2 separate regions of the Mus musculus genome follow, and region 1 is linked to region 2. A link is a contact called in public HiChIP or PLAC-seq data. All regions are on one chromosome and are shown on one strand. Each heading gives the region's core, a stretch centred on a gene start, on an enhancer-like site or on the middle of the called end of the contact. The rest is flanking DNA. Distances are from core to core; before and after follow the strand shown.

The links. HiChIP or PLAC-seq counts read pairs in DNA pulled down with a chosen protein or histone mark.
Region 1: a contact with region 2 is called in an H3K27ac HiChIP or PLAC-seq map of microglia, with 6 times the contacts expected there. The contact joins two enhancer-like sites. A contact is called at or near these places in 4 of 39 promoter capture datasets (the HPC-7 cell line, embryonic stem cells, liver and 1 more) and 1 of 115 datasets of contacts at active chromatin or transcription factors (microglia).

Annotation. Positions count from the first base shown.
Region 1 is chr13:45,030,004-45,036,251 of GRCm38.p6, reverse strand. No RefSeq gene overlaps it. Among named protein-coding and RNA genes, the nearest start is that of Gm23104, 6.8 kb to the right of the region's middle. Within about 2 kb of position 4,816, at least 60 of the 459 cell types and tissues checked have an H3K27ac peak or open chromatin away from gene starts, as enhancers often do. A contact at or near this core is called in microglia, where this site is marked.
Region 2 is chr13:43,774,894-43,780,603 of GRCm38.p6, reverse strand. No RefSeq gene overlaps it. Among named protein-coding and RNA genes, the nearest start is that of Cd83, 7.4 kb to the left of the region's middle. Within about 2 kb of position 3,358, at least 42 of the 459 cell types and tissues checked have an H3K27ac peak or open chromatin away from gene starts, as enhancers often do. A contact at or near this core is called in microglia, where this site is marked.

The sequences.
Region 1 (6,248 bases), core at 3,567-6,066, 1.3 Mb before region 2:
AACTATCACCTAAAGTCATCCTATAGAACTACCAGGTTGAATGACATAGGTGTGTTTAGAACTCTTAGCACATACAAGCAAATGGCTTTTCAGAAGGCCATTCCAGGTTGCAGTCTACCAACACAGGACTGACACTGGGTATGTATATTCTAGGGTCAAATTATTTGTCTGCATTATTTTGATTTGTGCTTTTAGATTACTTGTGAGTATACTCCCCGGGCATGATAACTCTTGATGTAAAATGTATACAACACAAATTTTTTTTTGCAGACATGTTTACTTTCCTCTGAATTGACATGGTAACTTTTGTAGAGTTTATTTTTAAGATTCCATCATGATTTCCATTCTGGAGTCAATGATAATTGATCTTGTGTTTTGTGGTGGTGGGTGCTGGGGTTTATTGAGTTGATTTCATGCACGCAAGTGCCTTGGCTGCATGTCTATGCACCACCCGCATGTCTGGTGCCTGCGGAGGTCAGAAGAAGGTGTTGGGTCCCCCGAATCTGGAGTTACAGGAAGTCGTGTGCTGCTCTGTGGGGGCTGGGAATTGAACCTGAGTTAGAGCAACAAGAACCCTTAATCCAGGAGCCACCTCTCCAGCCTCAGTGGTGGTTTAGATACTAGTGTGACTGACATTCTTGATTTTTGGTTTTCAGGCATGGTCTTGCCATCCTCCACCTCCCGACTGCTGGGTTTTTAGGCATGTGCCATAACTCAGGAGCTTTGCGAGTGTAGAATATACACCAGGGTCAGCCAAATGCACCAGTTAGCTAAGGTGCTTACCTCCAAGCCTGAAAACTAGATCCGATCCTTGGAAATCACACGAGAAGGTAGAGGGGGGTGGGGTGGAAAACAGACTCCCAAAATTTGATTTCTGACCACACATGAACACACACAGATAAATAAATATTTTTTTTCATGGTAGGCTGGGAAAATGCAAATAAATAAATAATAAAATCACAATTCAACCTTTTCCTAAAATACTGTTTATCTGGTGGGGTTTTAGAGAATGTTCAGCTAGGGGAAAGAATCTACATCTTTGCATGTCAATGGCAAACTATCACCCGTTCCAATCAGGACCCTTTTCTTCATCGATTTTTCTGCGTGTTGCCCTCACTTCCGAGCTAGCTGTGACATTAAGAGCAGCTTGTCTTTCTGTTCTGCCGCTCCTCTTTTCAAGTGTCACCAGCTTGCTCAGACTTGCTTCCTCAAAGGGCAGCAATTTCGTTTTAACATTCAAAGTGTGCAAAGTTTCAGGTGAGTTCTCCGGGTTTTCAATACACACTAATGAAAAACAGATGTGGCTAAGGAGACACAGCCAATGAAAGCAAAAATGCGTGGTCTCGTTTTATTTAATAGAATGCTAGAGCCCAGGAGCAATCTATATGTCAACCCACAGAGACCAAATCAATACCACTTCCTGCAGACTCTGGCACCCCCAAAACTGTTATCAACACAACTTCTTTTTAAAGAATTATTTACTTATTTTATGTATAGGAGTCCACTGTAGCTGTCTTCACACACACCAGAAGAGGGCATCACATCCCATTACAGATGGTTGTGAGCTACCATGTGGTAGCTGAAAATTGAACTCAAGACCTCTGGAAGAGCAGTCATGGCTCTTAACCATCTCTCCAAGCCCACAACTTCTTTTTGAAGCACACAACATTGCTATCAATTACATTTTGTTATTTCCATTCTATAGACGAAAAAAACAGAGATTCAAGAGCCTGGAGCTGGGATTCCCTATGTCTGTCTTGTTCCAGGATCTGGGCATGCTTGCTGTATCTTTATTTAATTTAATGTGTGCATTGATGGGGAACCACATGTATGGAGGGCAGAGGATGACTTTTGGAAGTCAATTTTCTCCTTCTACCATGTGGGTCCCAGGGATCAAACCCAGATTGTCAGAATTGGTGGCAAGCACCTTCACCTACTGAGCCAGCTCTGATAGACATTTTGTTTTCAACAAAAAGTGCACAGAAACATATCACATCTGTAAGGGGACCCCTCAGAATCGGTAGAGAACACACTCAGACACCGAATTCTCAGCACAAAGGAGATTTATTATCTCAGAGGGACGATCGAGAGTCGGGGTTGGGAGTGGGGGTGGGGAGGTGCTTTTTGCAGGAGTGGACAAAAGGGGAGAAGAAAAAGGAAGTCTGTGCTGAGGGGCGTTGGGTGAGTCCTGACGGGCAGATTAGCCAGGGCAGCCAAATAATAAATCTTGATCGCTGGACTATGGTTCTTAGTTTCGGGAATGAGTCAGTAGACTCGTAAGGGCCTAGACCTTGGGGGCTGGCTTTAGAAATGTACTTTAAAAGGTTAAACAAGGGAGAGGGAAGGAGAGAGGGCAACACCTGGGTGGGGGGGTGGGGCATGTCTGTCATGCTTGAGCCTGTTAGAGACCCCTTGAATGTCCGAAACAGAACAAGCCCCATAAAGTTCACTATCCTGTTACTTATGCCTTCAAAGTGTATCACCGACCTAGCCCAAGCGCACCAGCCAGTCGCTCCCCAGAATCCCACATTGCCAACTCTCACTGTTCTCTTTTGTAACCGGGTTTGATGTGCCTGAATGGTTGTTTTCCTTGCAAACCGTCTAGTGTGTTTTGGAAACCTTTGCCTTTCTCAGAAATCTCTCTCCAACATAAATTAACCATAGACCTGTAGGGTACCTCACGGTAGAATTTTAAGAGCAGCGTGGGTTCGCCCCAGGCTCGTAGTTTTAAGGTCGAATTGTGATGGGGTTCAGGACATAACAAAATACAGCATCTTAGCATTAAGAAAACAACAGAAATGGTTTGGTTGAGAAATGTCCCATATAGATTAGTGATCTGCAGGCTCAGCCCATAAATGACGGAGGTTTTTTAAGAGGTGGGAATTTAAGGGGCGGGAACTAGTTAGAAAAATAGTCAGGGTAGGGGGTTAGGTCTCTGGTAGTGTGTGTGTCTGTGTGTGTCTGTGTGTGTCTGTGTGTGTGTGTGTGTGTGTGTGTGTGTGTGTGTGAGAGAGAGAGACCTTCCTATGTTGATCAAGCTGGATTGGAACTTGCTGACATCTGCTTGCTTCTGCCTTCCAAGTACTGGACTAAAAGTATGACCGGCCACGCACAATCCACGCATACTCTTACTAGCTGCCTCTGTGATGTAAACAGCCGCCCTCTACTCCTGGTACATGATGTTCTGCTTAAGTCTTTGGTGCTGTGATGGAGACCAGTAAGTACGGACTGCACCCTATGAAACCATGAGCCAGAATACATCCTCCTCCTTTATTCCCAAAAGGTATTTGGCTAGCACGATGATAAAGTAACTAACAGAGCAGGAAACTCTTTCTCCCCCGACCCCCTTCCATCCTGAAACAGATCTCAAGTCCTTCATTTGATAGGCGTTCTTCCTACACTGGAGGTAAAGGAGCACCCTTCTCTCCAAAGCTCCAGGGCCACTGAGAAGTGTCTGAGTTCTCCCAGCCTATCAGCCTCAGATCACATCCTTTTGAGCAATCATACCTCTACATAAGTGCCTACAAGATTACAGTATCTCAGTGATGGGGCGTGGCCCAATGGATAAAGTAATTAGTGAGCAAGCCTGAGGGTCTGAGGTCAGATCTCTTGCACCTATATCTCACCCAGAGGCAGACAAGAGGAAATCGGGGGCTCGCTGGTCAGCTAATCTGGGCTAAACAGCAAGTTCCAGGTTGGTGAAGAGATCTTGTCTCAAAAAAGTAAAATGGAGCAGGATAGAAGAAGATACTCAGAGATGCCTTCACAGAGAGAGACAGAGACACAGAGAGACAGAAAGAGACAGAGACAGACACACACACAGAGACAGAGAGAGGCACACACACACACACACACACACACAGATAAAAACAACTTCTCTCATTCTTTGGGCCTTTGTTTCTGGTCTCCCAGGTCACACACACACACACACACACAAAATCAATTTGTTATACTGTTCTCTTGTTAATCTGTTGTAAGTCTCCAATCGAAATCTAGTGATGGGAGGAGAGAGAAATCTCTTCCTCCACAACTGTCTACTGGGGTCGGGAAAAGTATGCATGTCCTGTGCAATATTTTGGGTGTGACTAAAGGGTATTTGCTCTTTGCCGGGAATCTAAATGTAAGTGGGCATCCTGCCCCTCATCTGCCAGGCCTCTTCTGAGGAATGTGATAACACCGGTTGATACTAGCACACTAACTGTCAACAGCCCTGAAGGGAGATTAGCCATTTTGTGGCATTTTCTCCTCTGTCAGGGGTTCACTCCGTGACTTTGAACTTTAACAGCTGTGGCTTTCTTGTTTTTAAAAAAACGAGGACCATAAAGACTTCCTCAAAAGTGTTAAGTCCTTTAAGGGGACGTAGTGTATGCACTGAGGGAGGCTGAGAGCTGAGCGGGGAGCGGTGTCAGCAGACTGAGGACAGCTTGGGTTACAGGATGTCAAGCCAGCCTGGGCTGTAGAATAAGACTTTTTCTCAAAAACAGAAAAAGAAAAAAAAGAAAAAGAAAACAGAAAAAAAAAGTTAAATAGCCTCATTTATTATAGCAGAATAGCTTGCATATAGGCATGATAGGCCAAGAAATAACACAATTCACACATCAGTTCTAGATGCGGATGAACCTCAAGAAACCCTAAAAACCCAAGCAACCAGTCTTCCCCAGTATCTGCCTCTGAAATGCAGAGCCGAGAATCTTGCTTCCTAGGAGAAGGCGTTTAGCCCAAACGTGTCAGAGTTCTATTTTAGAACTCCAGAGTCGGTATCAGGTCTGTCAGATGGAGTTTCCATCTCTTGCTCTCCCTGAAGAAACTGACTCACAGCAGGAAACGTTCCCGTGGAGGTCCTGATGGGGGTCACTCAACCTTGTCCCTAGCCCGCGGCTGTTTATCCTTTTTAGTTCCGTGTTCAGAAAAGTACACTGTCACTAGAAAACTTTAACATACAATTTTTTTTCTTTGACTTTATATTCTTTGTAGCCATGATAAATTCAGATGACCGAATTGAATCCCAAAAATGTAAACCTCCCGGATGTCTGCAGCAGGCCAGTGTCTTGAGGAAGACAGCAGCGTGCCCTTTCCTCTCTCAACCTCTCAAATGATGAATTCTTTCCCCCAGCTTCATGTGAGGAACAGTAGCAACAGCCAGAAGCCAGCAGCTGGTGACGGCAGCGTCCTTGGCAGCTGATGTGAGCTGCAGCGCCCCCTGCAGGCCCTCAGAGACGCAACGCGGTGTCAAGATCGCATCCTGGCTACCAGCTCTCAGGCTGCTGAGGTCTGCCCTCTGCTGACGATAGAGACTAACTACACTTTTTAAAACAACTTGTCTTTCTCAGTGCAAGGGACCCCATTCAGATAAGGTGCCCTTTACGCGTGGGTGGGAGACCAAGTCTCTACTTTGGATTTCTGCAATCTAAATTCATGGACCCCTCGGTATCACAAAAACAAAAACAATACACACAAATGAACCTACGTTCAAGTCTTGTCTCTTATGATTTTTTTTGGTCCAATTTTGAGATTTATGAAATGATGAGAGCAAATGGGAATTTTCACAAGATTGGAATTGCATGGTGGAGAGAGAGAAATGGATCGTCAAAAACAGCCGTAAGGTTAAACAGGTGTGAATGCGGGATAAATAGGTGTTCGGCGTTGTTCTCAGTGCAGAAACACTGTGCACTGGCTGGGTTTTGTGTGCCAAATTGACACAAGCTGGAGTTATCACAGAGAAAGGAGCCTCCCTTGAGGAAATGCCTCCATGAAATCCAGCTGAAAGGCATTTTCTCAATTAGTGATCAAGGAGGGAGGGCCCAGCCCATTGTGGGTGGTGCCATCCCTGGGCTGGTAGTCCTGTGTTCTATAAGAAAGCAAGCTGAGCAAGCCAGGGGAAGCAAGCCAGTAAGCAGCACCCCTCCATGGCCTCTGCATCAGCTCCTGCCTCCAGGTTCCTGTCCTGTGTGAGTTCCTGTGCTGACTTCCTTTGGTGATGAACAGCCATGTGGAAGTATAAGCTGAATAAACCCTTTCCTCCCCAACTTGCTTCTTGGTCATAATGTTTTGTGCAGGAATACAAACCCTGACTAAGAAACACTGCTCTATATTAACAGTTCTGTGATCCCAAGTTGAGGGTAAAAATGATGTTCAAGCAACCAGATCATTTAAACTATCCTGAGCTGTCTCAGAGTTCCAGGAAAACTTTTCAAAATATATCTCATGATGATGAGGACACAGAGAAACTGAAATCTGATACTTTCCTA
Region 2 (5,710 bases), core at 2,109-4,608:
ATCAATTAGTGTTGCCACCCCTATCTCTAATATCCCAGAGTGCCTGCACTCCGTTCCATTTCACACACAGTGATAGTCTGCAGTGGCTGCCTGTTCTTCTTCTCCATGCCCAGGGCTCCTCCTGTGCCCCTGCTGGTCACTGAGGTGGGACTCCCAAGACCCCAACCCTGGCAACTGCTCTCGCCCATCTCAACCCAGCAGGCCAAACTCAGTTCAAACCAGTTCCCAGTTCTTCCTTCGCTTCCAGCCCTCAGACATCACTCACCTTCTCGCCAGAGCAACTGTATGAGAGGAAAACTTTATTCAGCATTTCTAGAAGGTTCCAAAACATGTTTGTCATAACTCACACTGTTGACAAGCTACGTGATCTGTGTGACTTCACAACGTCCCCTCCCACGCCACAGACACACCAAAGTGTTTGTTTGCACTTATCCTTCCTCGGGCTCTAATCCCCTCATACTGAGTATAAAACTGTTTCTGACTCTAGAAGAAGGAAAACCAAAGTGTGGATACTTCGTTCCTTCTTAGAATGGGGAACAAAATACCCATGGATGGAGTTACAGTGACAAAGTTCAGAGCAGAGCCTGAAGGAATGACCATCCAGAGTCTGCCCCACTTGGGGATCCACCCCATAAACAATCACCAAACCCAGACACTAGGCACATGCCAACAAGAGTCTGCTGACAGGAGCCTGAAATAGCTGTCTCCTGCGAGGCTCAGCCAGTGCCTGACAAATACAGAAATGGATGCTCACAGTCATCCATTGGACGAAGCACAAGGTCCCCAATGAAGGAGCCAGAGAAATACCCAGGGAGCTGGAAGGGTCTGAAGCCCCATAGGAGGAACATCAATATGAACTAATGAGTACCCTCAGAGCTCCTTGGAACTAAACCACCAATCAAAGAAATCACATGGTGGAACTTATGGCTCTAGCTATATTTGTAGCAGAGGATGGCCTAGTCAGTCATCAATGGGAGGAGAGGCCCTTGGTCCTATAAAGGCTCTATGCCCAGTGTAGGGGAGTGCCAGGACCAGGAATCAGAGTGGGTGGGTTAGGGAGCAGCGGGAGGCAGAAGGGGATGGGGGATTTTCGGAGAGGAAACTAGGAAAGGGGATAACATTTGAAATGTAAATAAAGAAAATATCAAATTAAAAAAAAAACTGTTTCTGATGAAGGGTTTTCCATGTGAAGCATTTCCGGTGCAACTTGGGTCCACATTCCGGTGAAAGCATTTCCCTGAATGTTTCTTCACACTTCACACCAGAGAGGAGTTGATCTTTGCTTTCACTGGGAAGGAACAGGAAAAGTGAGCAGAAAGAAAGAGCTTCATGCCCTTTGGAAACCACTGACTGCTTCTTCCTACTTAGTTATGAAGAAAAAAACCTCACTCATCCGCAAGCGTTGTGGTTACACCAACACTGCCAAGGGCAGATTCTTGTTAACCTCGGGTGAAACCCCAAGCTAGTCTGTTCCCTTCACTGCCTATGCTGAAACCCTTGGGAGGTTTGTTGTTGTTTTGTTTTGTTTTGTTTTGTTTTGTTTTGTTTTGTTTTGTTTTCTCTCAGAAAGCACAGCAGGAAGACGTGTTTAAAATTTTAATTTAATTTTTACTGCTTGCTGTTTCAGGCTCTGGTCGGTTTGGATGTCAGGAGAGAAAGTTCTAGAACAGTGTTTCTCAACCTGTTGGTCATGATCCCATTGGCAAACCACTAGCTCCAAGAACAATTTACATTACAATCCATAACAGTAGCAAAATTACAGTTATAAAGTAGCAATGGAATAACTTCATGGCTGGGGTTGGGGGGGGGGTCACCACAACATGAGGAACTGTATTAAAGGGTTGTGGTATTAAGAAGGTTGAGAAACAACCTTATTCCCAAATTCAAAGTTTCCCTCTTAGGAGCTGAAGAAGGAGCATGGGGGTACAAAGAAAGAGAATAATAAGTAAGCCATGGTTTGGGGGGGTAAGGGAAAGGATGGGGAGAAAAAGGAAATGAGAGTAAGGTTTGCCTTTTAAGCAAAATCCTCTCTGGAGGGGAAAACGTGGGTGGTCCTCAGATGTCCCCAGATGTCCCCAGATGCTGAGCTCATCAGAAACCTGTAACTGGGCTTGAGGCTGCCAAGGCGCAGTTTCCCTGAAGGCTGCCGCTGTCCCACTGCTGTGGGTATGGGGGGGGGTAGTTAACCCCCTATGCTCCTGACCCCACTGTCCACCCCCAACACTGTCTTCTTAGTCTCAAGGATGAGGAAGTCTCATAAAAGGGAGCTAGGAGGTTCCCCTTTGCCCCAAGTTTGCCTCCTGAGGGGACTTCTCTGAGGTAGGAAGAACACTTAAGTCAGCTTAGCCAACAAAGATTCCACTCGCCGGGGGCTTTTGTAAACACCCTCCAACCACTTACACTTTAACACCAGGATGCCCACAGGCCTTGAGAAGAGGCTGAGAGGGAAGCCAAAGCGTGGGCCTGTAAGCCATGGTTTTTAGTCAAATTTCCCCACTAGGTTTTCCCCTCAAGGTTAATTCTTAGTCACCCTGTACTTTCCAAAGAGGGGCTTATTTATTAACTGATAGGGCTGAAGAAATGAATAGAAATAACTTTTATTTCCAGAATCTTTCTTTTTGACCTTTTTTTTTTTTCCTTGAGAATCTAGTAACACTTGGAAACACTGCTGGCCATTGTCTGAGGAGGAGCGGCAGCACTGGGATGATTTCAGGGTGGAGCGTGTGGTCATCTGGCCTGTCACACACAAACACAAGGCAGAGAAACTTGCCTCAGGCCTGACTCTAGGGGCCTGTGGGAGGGAAGGCTCACCTGTTCAGCTTCTCCGCTGAGCCACATAGCCCTCTAAAGACCAGGCGAAGGAGCTTTCCACTGAATGAGTGTTTGTGAATGTTGACCCTGGGTGGTGGGGGAAGGGGGTTGGGAGATTTGGGGGGTATTGTGGGGGCCCCTCTCTCTAGAATCTGTATGGCCTGAATCACAGACCCAGCTTCCTCTTTTGCTCAAGTCTGTTCAAATGTCACTTTCCCAGAAATGTCTTTTACTTTAGTGTGTGCGTCAGGGGGAAGGGCACCTTCTGAGGCTTCAGAAGGAGTCAGATTGACCCGCCCCCCTGGAGCTAGAGTAACAGGCAGTTGTGTACCCCAGTGATGCGGGTCCTCTGGAATCAGGAAAAAGCCCTCGTTACCATGGAGCCATCTCTTCAGCCCCAGAAGTGGCTTTCCTAAGTGCGCCACTTGAAAAGCTGATCCTCACTGCCTCCCTTTGGTGTGTTGACCCTCAGTTATCCTCACAGTCTCGCCTCTCACACATTCCTCTGCGTGTGTGGACTCTGTCTTCACTAGAATTCACAGCTGTGTCTTCCTCACCCCGCCTCAACTAGTTTCAGATCCTAGAACAGCACCAGGCACACGGAGAATGCTCAGTGATGGACAGAAAGTGAGCAGAGAAGTCCTTGGGAGGCCGGGGTGTGTGGCAGTTTATAGCTCCATCTCCACCCTTCCATGTTTCCGTGTGACACTGTTAATGCCATCTGCAAAGTCAGAGACTAGGACAGAACACTAGACCACATTTGAGAGGGTCCCTCAAACCCAGCCCTTCACATGCTAACTCACTGCAAGGATACTCAGAAAGCACCGAAGACTGTTATATCCATGAGTCCAGCTGCTCACGGTGAAGGGTTACAGGATAAAGGGTACAGTGAAGGAAGGTTGCATAGTACCTAGTCCAGAGGAGGAGAGAACGTGGAACTCCAGGAGTCTTCTGCCTGTGGAGCCATAGGTGGCATTGCTCGTCCTGGCCATGAGGTATGACAATTTATGTAGCATGCCACCAACCAGGGAGACACCCAAGCCTCGGAATTCAGTATTTTGAAGGTGGTTGAATCCCATCTACCCATATAATTGACCTTTGATTTTGAGTCTTCAAAAAATGTAATTGATAGTACCATTCTACCAAATTCTTTCATCATAAACAAATGACTATTCTGTTCAGGGGTCAAATCCCCAGACAGACAGCTTTCCAGGCAATGAAATTCCAAGGATCCACCAATCATCTACAGGTAGACAAAAGACAAGACAAGAGAAGGTACGCCTCTCTACACGAATGCCATCTAACCCAACAGTTGTGGGCAGAAATGTGATCCCAGTATCTGACCTTGAGTTTGGTCATTTGACTTGCTGGCCATAGAAAATGGTAGAAATCACTGTGTGTTGATTTCTCTCTGGTGCCTCTGCCTTTACCATGGGAAGAAGATTCCCTGGACAGCTACCAGTCCAAGAAGATCATGAGACGCCCAGGAAGACAGTCACTTAGCCACCCCCAAGCTGAGCTCAGCCCATAGCTGACCTTCAGCCCATAGGCTGAGTGCCTGAGCCAACTGAATGTCTTCTTCTGAGTGCTAAGATCTGTGGCTTGTTGCATCCCAGTATAGACAAATAAAATGAACTCCTTTGCATGTCTATAACCGTCTTCTGTGAGTTTGCACTTCTGGTCATCCTGAAGACAGAACAGTTGGAACACAAATTGACGAGGTTTGGTTGGAAGTGGGTGATGTGGTTTAGACAGGGTTTGAGAGTGTCCTAGAGAGCTCAGGTGTTCACAGCTTGGTCCCCAGTAAGGTGATGGATGCTAAGGCATGTTGGAACCTCTAAGATGAGAGGCCTGGTGGGAAGTGATTGCTTGGCTGAAGGTTCTCTTCCAGGATAAAGCTAATGAGATGCTCTCAGGACCCTAGTGAATTCTCATTTGAGCTGCTGTAAGGGTGCTTGCCCAGAGCTGGGCATCCTACCTCATGCCTGCAAATCCTAGTATTTAGGAGTTCAGGGCAAACCTGGGCTACAGAGTGAATTGGCTGGACTCTGGGTCAGATCTTGTTTCAAAACAAACTAAAGAAAGCCAGTCAGCAAAGACGAAAGAAAGAAAGAAAGAAAGAAAGAAAGAAAGAAAGAAAGAAAGAAAGAAAGAAAGAAAGAAAGAAAGAAAGAAAGAATGTGTACAAGCCCCTGGATCAACCTCCTAGGCTCCAACTTGCTTCATGGTTTCTCACTTTCTCATGTGCTTCTGCCAGGATGTGGTTGACCCAGACAAAGGAGTCCCGACCAGAGACCAGATCAGGGGGATTCCCCTAATCTTGGACTTTCTTGGACTCCAAAATTGTGAGTTTCAATGAACTGTCCCCACCCCCTTCAAAGTTAACTAGCCTCTGTTCACTAGCAAAGTGAGTCACGCTTTTATTTTATTGCAGCAACAGAAAAGGGCCTCCGAGACAAGGAAGACAATATGAGTAAATAACACCAGTTGACAATGAACGTGGTTCTGTAAGAAGAGAGCAGCAGTGAGTCATGCGGACTATGGGAAACTGAGAAGCCACAGCCTACCTGAAAGAAACAGCCACTCCTGGGCTCTAGCCAAGTGCGGGTAGCATCTTCAATAGTGAGGCCTGAATGAAAAGGACGATATGACTACTCTCAGGTATTGTTGATGAGAAGGCTTGATTACAGACGTGAGGGAGAGCCCAGCCAGAGGCATCTGGAAGGGTCTAGGCTGCACTGGGCCATGAGAAGAGAGCAAGAAGATAAGAGAGAAAGAGAAGTCGGGACAAGCTGACTGAGAGAGGAGCCAGCAGCACACGAAGAGAAGCAAACCAAGAGACTAAGGGACCACGAGGGCACGAAATGACTGAGTCACATAGTCATCTGAAGCTGGATGG